Linked DNA regions of Mus musculus: region 2 is linked to region 1. A link is a contact called in public targeted proximity ligation data. All regions are on one chromosome and are shown on one strand. The core of a region is the stretch at or near the end of the contact, and the rest is flanking DNA. Distances in the headings are between cores, read along the strand shown.

Evidence for each region.
Region 2: a targeted proximity ligation map of pancreatic cancer cells shows a contact between it and region 1. A contact is called at or near these places in 4 of 39 promoter capture datasets (cranial neural crest, hematopoietic stem and progenitor cells, pre-B cells and 1 more), 1 of 130 datasets of targeted methods (pancreatic cancer cells) and 1 of 9 other capture datasets (liver).

What each region holds. Positions count from the first base shown.
Region 1 is chr19:8,686,902-8,691,180 of GRCm38.p6, reverse strand. No RefSeq gene overlaps it. Among named protein-coding and RNA genes, the nearest start is that of Slc3a2, 25 kb to the left of the region's middle.
Region 2 is chr19:9,080,159-9,084,437 of GRCm38.p6, reverse strand. Scgb1a1 (secretoglobin, family 1A, member 1 (uteroglobin)) reads left to right here. Exons shown (of 3, transcript NM_011681.2): 3 at 627-796. The coding sequence ends at 674. Among named protein-coding and RNA genes, the nearest start is that of Scgb1a1, 5.7 kb to the left of the region's middle.

The sequences.
Region 1 (4,279 bases), core at 1,316-3,815:
ACCAAAGACTCTTGCCCATGTGGGAACCACTCAGAGCCCCCTCTCTCCTTGCTCTCTCCTCTCTTCTGCCCCAGGAATGACCGAGCCACCCCTAGGGCCTCCATTTTGTTCTCAGCTCTTCCACAGTGTCCAGCGGAGTCTGGGATGCCCGAGTCTGAGAACCCGTTATCTCTGGCCTCTGTGAGGCCCAGAGATCTCAGACTGCCCCTTGTCCACCCTCATCGGACTGGGTCCATAGCTTCACACAGCCAGACACCCACCCTGGGCTGCACACCTCCTGTGTCTGTGTGTGTGTTTTCCATCTTGCTGATTGTTTGATTGGATGTGGGATCTTCCTAGATTTCTTAGTGTAGTGTTACATAACTTTCTCTGGGGAGTCTCTACATTGGGTAACATAACAAGAGGAGGAAAGTCCCAGTGGGTAGGCATTCTGCCACTGGGACACCCTGCTGAGAAGCCCTGGATTGTAGGAGCTTGAGTGTCTCTATCAGTACTCCCAGGTGGCTGTGTGTGGCATTGTCCTAAAGATCTGTGCCAACACCTTGACTTTGGGCTTCTGCCCCCCAGAACTGTGAGAGAATCTGCTTCTGTTATTGAGACAACCAGTGTGTGGTGCTCAGAGATGTCACCTGTGTATTCCTGCTCATGTGACCTTTTCAGAGTTCCATATTGGAGGGCTATTCAGACTTCCTGTACCATACTCACCATTAAAAGTGGTTTACATGGTGGCTGGAGAGATGGCTCAGCTGCTAACAGCACTGACTGCTCTGCCAAAGGTCCTGTGTTCAATTCCCAGCAACCACATGGTGGCTCACATCCATCTGTAATGAGATCTGACACCGTCTTGTGGTATGTCTGAAGACAGCTACAGTGTACTCATATAAAAAAAATCTTAAAAAAAAAAGAGAGAAAAAAAACCTCTTTTTAAAAAAGTGGTTTACATTATGGCCTGGTAGATGTGTGTATGTGTGAGTTTTCTCTTTGTAAGTTCAAAAGGCAGCTTGGCAGGTAAAGGTAAAGGTGCTTGCTGCTAAGCCCAGGAACCCCAGTTTGATCCCCAGAAGGAAAAAACAGATTACCCCAAACTGCCTTCTGATGTCTGAAGATGCTCAGTGGCACCCATGTGCATGTGGTGTGCACACACACGTAATAAATGATATAATATAAAATCTATAAGGGGCTGGAGAGATGGCTCAGTGGTTTAGAGCATTGACTGCTTTTCCAGAGGTCCTGAGTTCAATTCCCAGCAACCACATGGTGGCTCACAACCATCTGTAATGGGATCCGATGGCCTCTTCTCATATACATAAAATAAATCTTTAAAAGAATATCTCCAACAAAAGCCTCAAAGAGTGCTCTTTTCCTTCGTGTGTGACACTGTCCAAATATATCCTAAACTACTGCATTTAGAGAAAATTCTAGAGTCTCGAGAACAAAGTGCTTACTAGCATGCACAAGGTCTTGGATTACATTCTCAGTACTAAGTAATATCGGGGTTGGCCTTGTGTGCTGTGTATTCAGATGGTGAGTTCTGTACCCCAAGAGCAGATTGCAGTCTGGACATAGGTATTATATTGATCAATGTGCTGTAAAGAATGTTTCCCAAAAGTCTCTGACTGGTATATAAAAAGCTAGAGCCTCTGACTGGGCAGGGGAGATAGGAAAGAGGAACTCCAGACTGAGTGAGGGGATTTCAACTAGGGACCACAAGGAGAAGAAGGAGGAGACGGAAGAAGGGAATTGTCATGGGGCAAGGTGGAACATAAACATGTGGCTAAGAGAAGCTAGCACTGAGGACACACATGGAACAGAACCAGACTCAGATGGCAAGTTATGGGGTATTTATCTGATTATTAATAGCCTAGCTGGGTTAGAATAGCTCAGAATCTGCCCAGCATAGTGCCAGCAACCTGTTAAAAAAGTCTGATGTTTCTGTGTTGTTTACTTGAGAGCTAAGTAGGTTAGAGGGGGGCAGAAACCCCATGTAGATTTTTAGGAGCAAAAGGAGGCATAACTCTCCCATAATATTACTACCATAAACCAACAGTTAACCAACTAACTAATGAAAATATCTCTGTGATCAGGGTCTGGAGAGGTGGTTTAGTGGTTAAAAGCAGTGGCTACTCTTTCAGAAGAGCCAGGTTTGATTCCCAGCATCCACATGGTGGCTCACAACTGCCTGAAACTCCAGTTCCACGGGATTCTGGCCCCTGTGGGTACCAGGCACATGTTCATATGTGCAGACAAAACACCAATACAGATAAAATAATTAGAAAATATTGCCAATCATGACTTACAAATGGGCCTTACAGTGACTTACAGGGGACATTTTGAATTTCATCTTGAGACTGAGCCTCTCAAGTGTGGAGGCTCCGTCATTGCTTCTTCAGCTGTAACAGCTCTGCCTTCCCAGGAAGGAAACAAAAGCTCAGAGATGTGCAGAAAGTCAACCAGCTTATAGAGGAGTCGGTGTTGAGATAAAACCTTGGTTAGGTTCCACCTTCCTGGCCTGGTTCTGCCACGACCAATCTGGTTTCAAGAAAGCACAACTCTGTGGGCTAGGGAGATGACTTAGAACTTAAGAATGCTTGTTATGCAGTTATGAGGACCGAAGTTCAGACTCCCAGTAGTCAGATAACAAGACAGGTGTCCCACAAATGCCCTTAACTCCAGCCCTGAGGGATCTAACATCTCCTTTTGGCTTCTGTGAACCACGGACACACATACTGGGACATACATGTGCACAGACATAGGCAGAAACACACACACACACACACATCTTTTTTTTTTTTAAGATTTATTTATTATATGTAAGTACTGTAGCTGTCTCAGACACACCAGAAGAGGGCATCAGATCTCATTATAGATGGTTGTGAGCCACCATGTGGTTGCTGGGATTTGAACTCAGGACCTTCAGAAGAGCAGTTGGTGCTCTTAACCGCTGAGCCATCTCTCCAGCCTCCCCCCGCCCCCCACATCTTAAGAGAAGAAAATGTCATTTTGTCCAAGGGTGGACTCCTATGCACATCACCGTAGCAGATGTCTCTCTGGAGATTGTTGTTTGGATATGCAATGTCTTCCTTGTTTTGTATTAAAGTCTTGTTCTCTACTTAGTGGACCCCAATAAGAAGCAAGTGAATCAGGAGAGTGGGTACTAACTTTAAAAACGGGCTACCGGAAAGTGGGGCCTGGTTGGAGCAAGTAGTCCCTGGAGACTGTCTTTGAGGAGTGTGCTTTGCTGTGGCCCTTTCCAAGTGAGCACTTCTATCATGCCCTCTCTGCCTGACAGTCTGCCTCACTAGAGGCACAGAAGTGTGCATCCAAGGGACTGTGGACTGAAACCACTGACACTGTTTTCCTTCTTTTAAATCATTTCTTTCAGTGACAACCAAGATGTCAGGTAACCAGGCTCCTCCGAGGCTGAGATTGTCTACAGTAGGAGTGATGGAGATACTAAAGGTGAAGTGAGGGTAGAAAGAGCTTGAAAGACAAGATTCATTCTCTCTGGGACCCACACACGCAAACCCACTTTGGAACAGATTTCCAGGGAAGACCAGAGAGGAGAAGGAGGAGGAAGGATGTGTGTGTGCGCATGTATGTATATGTGTACGCTTTTCTATTGCTGCGAAGACACAACATGACTAAACCAACTTATAAAAGGAAATGTTTACTGTAGCTCATGGTGTCAGAGGGTTAGAGTTCATAATCATAATGGCAGGGATTATGACAGCAGGCAGGCATAGCTGTAGCTGAGAGCTGACACCCTAATCTAGAGGATCTGTCTCTCTTTGTCTCTCTCTGTCTCTCTCAGTCTCTGTCTCTCTCTCTCTGTCTCTCTGTCTCTCCCTGTCTCTGTCTCTCTTTCTCTCTCTCTCCCTCTCACTGGGAATGGTGTGGGCCTTTGAAACTGCAAGGCCTGTCCCCCAGTGACACACCTCCTAATTCTTCTGAAATAGTTCCATCAAATGTGGACCAAGCATTCAAACATATAAGTTTATGGTGGGCATTCGCATTCAAACCATTACTATGTATATGCATTCATGCGTGCACATATACACGGAGGCCAAAGGTTGGCATGTAGCATCTTCCTTTATCATTTCTACTTTAATTTAAGTTTAATTTTTGGAGACAGGATCTTATCGTGTAACCCTGGCTGGCTTATAACTTGCTTTATAGATCAGAGTGGCCTATAACTCATAGAGATCAGCCTACTTCTGCCAGATTGCTGCAGTTGAAGGCAGCCACCATCATGCTGGGCTTGACTTATTTTTTGTGATAG
Region 2 (4,279 bases), core at 533-3,032, 390 kb before region 1:
TTCCCCTATACTAGGGCATAGAGCCTTCACAGGACCAATGGCCTCTCCTCCCATTGACAACGGACTAGGCCATCCTCTGCTACAAATATAGCTAGAGCCACAAGTTCCACCATGTGTTTTCTTTGATTGGTGGTATAGTTCCAAGGAGCTCTGAGGGTACTGGTTTGTTCATATTGATGTTCCTTCTATGGGTCTTCAGTCCCCTTCAGCTCCCTGGGTATTTCTTTGGCTCCTTCACTGGGGACCTTGTGCTCTGTCCAATGGATGACTGTGAGCATCCACTTCTGTATTTGCCGAGCACTGGCAGAGCCTTGCAGGAGACAGCTATATCAGGCTCCTGTCAGCAGGCTCTTGTTGATATCTGCCTAGTGTCTGGGTTTGGCGGTTGTTTATGGGGTGGATCCCCAAGTGGGGCAGTCTCTGGATGGTCATTCCTTCAGGCTCTGCTCCTAACTTTGTCTTTGTAACTCCATCCATGAGTATTTTGTTCCCCATCCAAGGCCTTCTAACCCTCAATTCCTCTCAGAATTTACTGTGGCTTTTGTCTGATAAGTCTCTGCACCACTACTGCATCTACTTCTGAGGTTCACTCACTATTGGGGGTGTGGGGTGTTTCTTTATTCTAGGAGAAAATCCTAACAAGTCCTCTGTGTAAGCAAGATTTAAGATTCTGAAGCTCACTGGATTTCAGAGATATTCTACTGCTAAAGCCTTGTCACTGCCCTGTGTCTCCTCGGCTCCTCGGCTTCCCCACACCAACCCCTCCTTCCTCTTTGCAATAAACTGCGAGCATCTCACCTGCCTGTGTGCAATGGTCTTTTTCTGTACCTGCTGGAGCCAGAGCATTGGAGCTGGAGTGAGTGAAGGGAACCAGAAGTAAGGGAGGACAGCTGAGTCCTGCCCTGGTGCCACACAAGATCCCACAAGTCCTCCTTCCTCTACACTTCAGTTATTTGCCATCAGTAGACTGCAATGCCCTACCTAGTAATAGAATGTTAAGTCCCACCATCTATTCAACAGCCCTAGCCTAGCTTGTCTAAAAGACCTGTAATACCATCCCTCCCTCCCCATGTCTGGTCCTAAATGTTACTGGATTCTAACTCCATCCTCTGGGCTACACTATTCCAGCCAGGAGCCTGATAGGCATCCCTTAGCCCTTCTTTGTCCAATCAACCGAGACCTCTGGGGTCATTCACTCCTTCAATATCTCCTGGCCACACCATCATCCCTGGCTGCTGCAATCCCAGAGGCCCCTTTACAGGCTGCCAGCTGACTAACTGCTAAGCAATTCAATGACCATGCATCCACCACAGGGAGTTTGATCCCATGTAAAATCTTAGCAGTGTTCCCACACTCCAGTCTTAAAAGCATACGGACCATAAATGTTCAAGCTCAACACAAGACCCATGACAGCCCTTGTCTCCCCCTTCTCAATCCAGACATCCCCTCTCTTCGACCTTTAGTTCCTAAAAGTCAAGCCCCACCTTGGGACCTTTTTGTACTGGCCACACACAATATCCGCTGCCCAAAAAGATGTTGATTGGTTTAGAATTTGTCCTAACATCAGCGAGCCTCCACTGGAGCCGGGCCACACCATCCCAAAAGGTTGAAAAAAGAGTAGAGTTGGAGGCGTGTGCAGAAGAGCTGTATGTAGAAATAGAAAGGGAAGAGGCAGAGGGCACCGGAACAAGGAAGCTATGGAAGAGAACGCCAGCCAGCCAGGCAGCCAGTTCAGCGCCTAGAAGCAGCTACATGGGCGGTTACGGGCCACGCCTGCTCCTGCGTCGTGGCCACCAGGGGGCAGTGTAGTCCATGCTACCGCCCCCTGCGAGTTTGAGGACTAGACCCCGCACCAACCCTTTGACTTTTGGGCGGGGCAGATGGTGAGAGTCATTCTCTAGCATCGATTTTAAATCGTTTTATCTGGCCTCTAAAGCTTTATTTGGGCAGAGTTTGTTTGCTTGTTTGTTTGTTTATTTGTTTGTTTTTGTCAAAATTCTGAGGAAAAACCCACCGAAAGGCACACAAGTAGTCTAGCACGGCACACAAGTAGCACGGCTGAAGCCTTCCAGTGACCGGCCAGTCCTATTGGAATTAGGAGTAATTCCACTCCCACAAGACCTCAAAGGCCATCCTGACATATCTAGACTCTGAGATGGCCCTGAAGACAGAGAGGACCAAGAATTGGTCCACCTGCCTGGTTTTAAAGTCCCATAGCAGAAACTGCAACCTTACAAGCTTTGGCTTGGCAGACATTAGCATATCTCTTTTATTTCTCACACAACCCAGAGCGGAGGCCCAGCTCCTGCCCTACTGATGGTAGAACCTCCCACACAGGACTCTTCAGGGTCAGTAAACTAGGGATAATGATGAGAAAAGTCCACCATAAACACTCATTTGTGTACACAGCACTAAAGCCACCACACCCACTCCTTCATTGTCTGCCAGAGGAGGGGCTGGGATTGTAAAAATTCCAGGGCAGGTCAGGGGGACCAGTGATTCCAAAAGAGACTATTTGTGGCAGGCTGGGCCCTGGTGGCGGCCCACTCCTTCACTCCCAAGGCCCTAGATTCTTCTGCATCCAGGTCATTCTGTCTAAGGTGCATATGTGGCCTCCCTCGAACTACCCACCTAGGTGAGCATTATTTAAATGGACAAGGTCCAAGGTCATAAAAAGTTGCGAATTTTAACGACTTATTCACTGCTAAGAAAGTATTTACCTTGCACAAACACAATGCCGATGACTGGGAATAAAAGGAAATACAATTATATTGCAGTGAATCTCTGCCTTAGAGATATCTGCTTTGGCAATGTGCAAGAATGTGTATTAGCCCAGAGAAAGGTACATACCTTAGGTTCTTCAAATGCAGAGAGTACTAGGAAACGTAGCTATCAGGAAACTGTTCGCTGTGCAAACATGAAGCCCCATGAGCACCCATGAGAGCTGCTGGGCACGAGGTGAATCTACGCATGCGCGTGCGCGAGTGCATGGCCAAATGCAAAAATGAACTGACTACAACCATAGAAAAGGTGAATTATCTGTGCAGTGTAAATGAAATTGGAGAAAAATAGGAAGTGGCCATTGGGATTTTGGTTTTTTTTCCCTGACCTGCTAAGTTAATATCTTGATCCTGCTAGTAGGCCAAGGTCCTGCCCAGGCCAGCATAGTTGGATGTTGTTGATGATGTTGTTTTAAGGAACCACTTGCTAAAAGTGGTGTTTACATTTCAAAAATAAAGAAAGGCTGAGTGTAGTGATGCCTGCCTTTAACACTCAAAGGCAGACAGTCTGAGTTCTAGGTCAGCTAAAACTACAGAATGAGACCATCTCAGGAGAGAGAGAGACAGAGAATCTATACTTCTATTTCTATAATCAGCCATCCTCACTATGAATATGCCAAACTAAAACATAGGAGGCAAATACACACTTCCTGAATTTGAAAAGTATTAAGCTCAAACTATGAAGATGATATTTTAAATGTTTCTGAGTCAAAAAATAAAAATAAAAAAGATTAAAAGCAGCATCTAGTGATACACACCTGTAATCCCAGCACTTGAGAGGCAAAGGCAGACGGATCACTACAAACTCAAGACCAGCTTTGTCTAAAAATTCAATAGCCAAGCATAGTGGTACACACCTCTAACCCTGGCATCTGGGAGGCAAAGGCAGACGGATGGCTGTGAATTCGAGGCCAACTTGGGTATGTAGCAAGTTCCAGGCCAGCCCAGAACTATTTAGTGAACTATGCTTCTGCCTCAAAAAAGGAAGGAAGGGAGAGATGGAGGAAGGAAGGAAGGAAGGAAGGAAGGAAGGGAGGGAGGGAGGGAGGGAGGGAGGAAGGAAGGAAGGAAGGAAGGAAGGAAGGAAGGAAGGAAGGAAGGAAGGAAGGAAGGGGAAGGGGAAAGGGAAAGGGAGAGAAGGAGAGGGAGAGAGGGAGAGAGGGAGAGAGGGAGAGGGAGAAAGAAAAAAGGCAAGGAAGGGAAAGAAAAGAAATTTAGCACTCTTAATTTTAACATTCATAACTCTGAGGAACCTGGGGAAGAGAAAGGTCATATTTCTTGGTGGCTTTGTGAAGAAAACTATGAATCTGGGTGAGGAAGAAAAAATTAAAACTATGCTACCCGCATCGTCTGCAACCACAGGAATTTTAGCCTGGAACGTCTCTACAGAGGGACTGCCTGCCATTTGCAGGCTCAGGAGCTTAGCCTGTTAGAACCTGGATCCATTGATTATCAGGAAAGCTGCTGTTTGTCACGTGAGACAGGGCGAATCTGGCAGA